Linked DNA regions of Rattus norvegicus: region 2 is linked to region 1. A link is a contact called in public Hi-C data. All regions are on one chromosome and are shown on one strand. The core of a region is the stretch at or near the end of the contact, and the rest is flanking DNA. Distances in the headings are between cores, read along the strand shown.

Evidence for each region. Hi-C and Micro-C count contacts between places; a contact is called where the count stands out from the background.
Region 2: a Hi-C map of the A7r5 cell line shows a contact between it and region 1, with 2.3 times the contacts expected there. The contact joins the enhancer-like site here to the promoter of Entpd4 in region 1. A contact is called at or near these places in 3 of 12 Hi-C or Micro-C datasets (the A7r5 cell line, the Rat2 cell line and hepatocytes).

The regions. Positions count from the first base shown.
Region 1 is chr15:51,039,217-51,042,239 of GRCr8, reverse strand. It overlaps Entpd4 (ectonucleoside triphosphate diphosphohydrolase 4), which reads right to left and starts at 1,566. Exons shown (of 13, transcript NM_001401664.1): 1 at 1,419-1,566.
Region 2 is chr15:51,076,908-51,079,930 of GRCr8, reverse strand. No RefSeq gene overlaps it. Among named protein-coding and RNA genes, the nearest start is that of Loxl2, 15 kb to the left of the region's middle. Within about 2 kb of position 1,545, at least 1 of the 93 cell types and tissues checked has an H3K27ac peak or open chromatin away from gene starts, as enhancers often do. A contact at or near this core is called in the A7r5 cell line, where this site is marked.

The DNA of each region.
Region 1 (3,023 bases), core at 317-2,816:
GCCTCTCCATGTAGCACTTGGAAGCCTCAATCCATCATGTGTTCCCACACTGCATCAATAGCCTGTTCTTGCCTCACTCAGTAATATTTGTCCTGGCAAGGTGGGCCTGTTCCACACAAGTCTCCTAATCTTGGCTTCTGGCTTTTAATCCTGCTGTTCCCTCTTCTGGATAGCTTGTGCAATCACACACCCTTCAGGGCCCTGGGTAATACTTTTTAAATCTAGATTTAACTTGTTACACTTTCTAATGTCTTCCTGCACTTCAAATCTCACGATCCACAGGCAGCCTCGTATAAACAAACTGAACACATACTGGGGGGAAGACCCCTTAGACCAATTCTCATGTTTGACTCAAAGTCTCATATCACACACTTCCTGATAGAGCTAAAAGAATGCAAGCCATAAATTCAATGAGCAGCAAAAACAAGTGGTGGGGGCCAGCAGGATAGCTCAGCAGGCCAAAGCACTCAACCTGCAAGCATAACTATTTAAATTCATTTCCTGGAACCTCAGAAAAAGTTATTCTGTAAACTCCAGTCATGGGGGGCAGGCATGTGTACATGCCCCGCTCCCCATCATCCACTCCCACAATGCAATAATAATAAATTTTAAAACAGATGTTAAATCAACATTAAGATAAGCAAAAAAAAAAAATAGCTACTCACAGAAAATAAGCATAGTTCTGTAACTATGTCAAACAATTAACAAACCAGATAACAGACAACTTAAACATAATATGACACAGATCTTAGGCTCCTCTGAGGATGGAAGTGTAGGTAGTTTCCTCTCACAAAAGCTTTATAAAGCCTTCAACCTAACGTTAACTAAGTGTCTAATTAAGGATTGTTACTGACCTCTAGTTTACTATGTAACATGCAGGTCTTGAATTATAACAAACATCAACAGAGAGTAGCATCATCTCTTTTGTTTCCTGGTGACAAATGGTCTCAGCACCTGTGTTCACCTAGCTGGGGTCTGAGGCGCCCTGCAGGTTCTGGAGTTATATTCCTGAGAATGGGAGACTTGTCCCTTTAAAAAGAGTCTACGCATGACTCAAGTTGAGAAAGACAACCGTGCACCATCGCTGATCTCCCGTTCCGCCACATTTTTTCCACGGGGGATTCTAACAGGAAACTTCCCCAAAGCGCAGAGCAAAGCAAATACGTGATGCTACATGCGTCGTCGTCAGATTTCGGGAGGCAGGCAGAGGCCATCCAGCCCCGGGATCAATAGTCCTTCTCCCTCAGCCCACACTCGCCATGGGGTCAGGGCGCTCCCGGGACCCGGCAAGGTGTCGGGGACAAGCACCTGTCACCGGGGTCACGGGGGTGCGGCGGGGCGCCCGGATATGGCGAGGGAGTCGGTTGGACAGGGCCGTGGCCTCCCGCTGCCCTCACCCCTCCGGACCCCGGCCTCACCTGCTGGGCGGGCCGCGGCTCCGGGGGAGCGGGCGGCCAATAGCGCACCGCATCCCGGCCACCAGCTTTGCGGAGGTTCGGCTCCTTCGGGAGTCACGCTGCGCGCGCCCGCCAACGTCACGTCACAACTCGCGCCGGCGCGCGCACGTAGGGGGCGAGAGCGCGCGCGCTGGGGAGGGTGGGGAAACGGGCCTGCGTGGGGCGGGGTCTACCAAATGATTGGCACCACAAGCTGGGTTAGCCTCTGGACGCCCGCTGGGCTCCCTCTGGGCTGAATGAATCAGGTCCACGTGGTTCCTGGCCACCTCTGGCTAGCCTGGCTGTCCCCAAGCCGCAAGGTGATGGTGAGACCCTGGTTTATCTTTTCTTCGTGCTCCGGAGCATTCTAGAAAACAACAGTCTAGCAAGGTCTAGGCCTTGTAGTTCAACCAAAGGATACTATCATTCATTCATTCATTCATTCATTCATTCATTCATTCATTCATTCTTGTGTGCATGATTGCATGATTAGGAGTGGTGGGGTGCATGTGCTGCAGCTCGTGTCTGGGCATGTCAAGGATAATTTTCTGACGAAGGTTCTCTCCAGAAGGGGATCGTCGAACACAGACCCCCAAGCTTGCATGGCGAGTACTTTTATCCACTGGGTCATCTCACCCAATCAGTTCTGCACATTTTTCCTTTCTGTCAGTAACTCTTATTTTATAAATGGGAAGGTATTTCCTCAGTGTTTTGTCTTTCCCAAGCCAAACATCCTGTGACCTGGTTTTGGGGAGAAATAAGGTAGAATGCTTGCTTCTGCATACTGACTCCAAAATGTATTTCTAGCTCAAGGCACCTCTGTTGTAGTATCCTCTCTAACCCGAATCGGCCCGTACAAAGAAAACGCAACTCGATTAATATGAAAACAATCTAGCGTCTAGATTGGGCAGATCTACCCTACACTGTCCTATTCCTTGCTCCCAAATCCCTCATCACTTGCACCTTCTATTTGCCAGGTCTCCAGCTTCTCCTTCTCCCACAACTCCTCTCTTCGATTTCTCCTTTTTTTCCCCCCCTCCTCTTGACTCCTCCCATCTCGCTCCCGACTCCTCCCCCTGCCCAAATCTCGAGCTCTTGCCTTTATTTTACAAATTCAGTGGGAGCCCCTGATAAGGTCACCTGAGTCCTGAGTACGTGACTAGGCAGCCATCCTTGGGGGAGCAGAATCAGCATCAAAACAGAGAGAACTCCAAGGCAAACCACAACACACCTCCATACCTCAGATACTTGCTTTGAATTTGCAGAGCTGTGACACTTGAGATGAAGCCCTGGGTATAGGGCTTAGACCACAGATGGGACCACCCTATAGCCGCCTGAAGATATTTTTATGTGTAGAGCTTTATAAAGTCCTATTTATTAGGTAAAACATGTGGGCACAGACCCAGTCATTTTCCAACTTAAAACAGAATCCTTGGTCTAGCACCAACTTTGGTCACCTGCCCTTTCTGGTAATGTTATACGGCTGGACTTGAAATTCAGTTCAGCAAGAAATTCAATACTGCAGGCAGAGCAACCGGAGCCTTCCTGCTTAGAGCCTTGTGGCTTCTACTCAGATTCTGCTGGGTC
Region 2 (3,023 bases), core at 296-2,795, 38 kb before region 1:
AGCACCCAGTCTGTTTGCCCAAGGAGTAAATAGACGTTTTACATGTCTCTGGATCTTAGTGCTGTCTTTTAGGTCCTTGGGACAGTCAGAAAGCCTTCCCCTCTTAAACCAAGTCCAAAAGCAATACTAACCAAAATAATGGTATGTTTTACTGCATTGAAATAAAAAACTATCCATCAAAACTGAGCTTAAAGAAAGTGGAGTTATAAAATGGGAGACAATACTTGTAAAAAAACATAAAATGCCAAGTTAGGTAGCTTTCAGAAGTTCTGACCCACACACCTGAAAGACCTAAAGGAAGGAATTGTTTATTTTGGCTCAAGGTTTAAGAAAAGGCTTAAAATCATAGTGCTAGGAATGTGGAAAAGAGAAGGCTGCCTATATTTGGGGGTAGAGGGATGAGGGAAGAGAGAAAGACAGACAGACAGACAGACAAAGACTCAGAGAAAGCCTTCAAAACAGCACACTGGGGGTAAATACACAGGCTATTCCATTTTGGCCATTTTCAAACAGTTCTGTGCAGCACCTGCGATTGTGTGCCATGGTGATGTTGCCCAGGTTTAAGTCCCAGCTCTTCCTTCTCTAGTCATGTGCTTCACTGACATTTCAACTCTGCACCTCAAGTATGAGAAGGATGGTAACTGTTGGTTTCTAGGCTTGCTTTACGGCTTGAACTCACCCATGTCTAAAAGGATGCAGTTCTGTGTCTATTTTGTGCTTGTTCAGAAACACCAGCTCTCTACCCTGCAGTGGAACCTTTCTCTCTCCTACCCCCCCCCCCATCTCTCTCACACCTTCCTCTCTTTTGATAGGGTCAGCTAGCTCTTGGCTGCCCAGAGGAGTGTGCTACACCGAGCTTGTACACAGCTCTTTAGGAGACCTCTGGGAGAGGCGTAGTCTGCCAGAAGGTATGAGTAGTTTCCTTTTTATTAGAACCAGGTCATTACTTGTGTCAAAGATTGACTCAAGTCACTTTCCAAGAAACAACAGATGTGAAATATATGGTAGTTTTACTTTAGGTCTATTGGAACTAGAAGGCACTACTAAGGTTTTGGGTTGTCAACTTGAAGAAAAAACATAATCAATTAACTTAGTTTGAAATTTGTCTCCATTCAGTCACACCTCTAGTTGAATATTTTTTTATTTAATTCAATATATCTAAAATGTTATCTCTCAGGCAACAGTGGGAATTTGTATTGTATAGGGCCTTAGAGGCCGTTTCTATGGCAGCTCAAGTGCAATTTCAGAGCTGATTCAACCCCAACCCCCCTTAACATGATCTGAATTAAGTTTTGCGAGCTTGTCATGTTAAAAGTCAGACAACTGGGTGTTATTAAGCAGGGGTCTATAGAAGAACCATAATGTTAGCGTGCGTGTGTGTCTGTGTGTCAATAAAGGAGATTTATTAGACTGGATTACATGATATGGGCTGAGACAGAGAGAAGGAGGAAGAGAGGAGAGGAGAGAAGATAAATCCTTTTGTGAGAGAAATACAATGATTTGAACTCAAGATAGTTCACAGCGCCACCTAGTGGAAGGACTATATAACCACCACCCACGCCCCCACCCTGGCCTTGCCCATCTTGAACACCAGGGCTGTGCTTCCTGCTTTTATTAGAACTCTCTAATCCTCACAATCTCCCTTATTATTATTGCTGTGTGTGTGTGTGTGTGTGTGTGTGTGTGTGTGTGTGTGTGTGTGTGTGTGTGTGTGTGTGTGTGTAGAAAGTATGTGCATGCTTTTGTACTATGGCACATGAAGGTCGGAAGACAAGTTCATGGAGTCAGTTCTCTTTATCCACCTTACATGGATTCTGGACATGAAACTCTAGTGAGTCAAGTTTGACATGCAATCACCTTTCCCTACTGAGCCATCTCACAGGTCCAATTTTCCTTACTCAGACTCAGTCCTTGGAGGATTTCTTTCTCTTGAATCATCACTGGTCAATCTGCTTTGGTCCCTCACACAGGGGGATGGGAATGCACATGAGACAGTCCTATATTACAGGGGAGGAAGGCAGTATAAAGAAAAGGCTTTCTTTTCAAAGTTTAACAACTGGAGGTTTAGAAAGTGTTCTTTAGGCAAAGCATCTCTGGCATCCGTTCAAGTGATAGCAAACAGCTTAGAGCTGGAGTTGTGTTTGTGTAGTATCCTACAAACCATAGTCATAGCCAGTTGTGTGAAGCTGAGTGTATCTGACCATTTGAGTGCTATGGACTGTGAGGTGGCCTTGGGGAATCATGAGAGAGTGCTTGTTTGGTGTTCCTGGGCTCCATCTTCCAGTGAAACCAAAGCAAAACCAAGACCCCTCTCCCACTTACAACCATGCTGGATTATTATTTACAGGAATATACATTCTTTTATATTGAGCAAATGACAAAAACACATAATAAATATTTTAGGGACCATCTCAAAAGTTCTGAGTTCCTTCTTTCTTAGAATTACATTTTTTTTTCTGAGCCTTCAGTCATGCGGAATATGAAGAATTGCATTTTAGTTAGGGATTACGTTTCTAATGTGTGAACTTTGCAGGGCATATTCAAGTCAAAGCAGAAAAATGGCTGGGTGCTTCAGAAAATTCTCCTGTGCTACCATAACCAGAATAAAAAGATTTCAGGGTGCTGGGTAGGATTCATTAAAGGTTAAGATTCTGAATCTTTTGTTGTTGTTGTTATTGTTTTGTTTTAAAATCTGGGTAGAGAAGATGAACCCTTTAAGAAAAGAGAATGCCAAGTCTGGTTCCTGGAGTTCAAGTCATCTACAAGACAAAGCAAGGCAAAGACAGGGTAGGCGATCTGTGGTGACCCATGGAGTTCAGCAGTAAGCCTGAGAGAGCTGGACTTTTTAGAGAGAATGCTATGCTGATGCTCAGTGTGAAAAGGCGCCAAGCTCAACAGTCCCTAAACACTTATTATGTGTCTTTATAATATAAATCAATTAATATAAAAAATGGACATTCCCCTAAATAACAAATCAGCATGGTTATTGGAGGGGGCAGGTCTTGGTTTTCATGTGGATGATG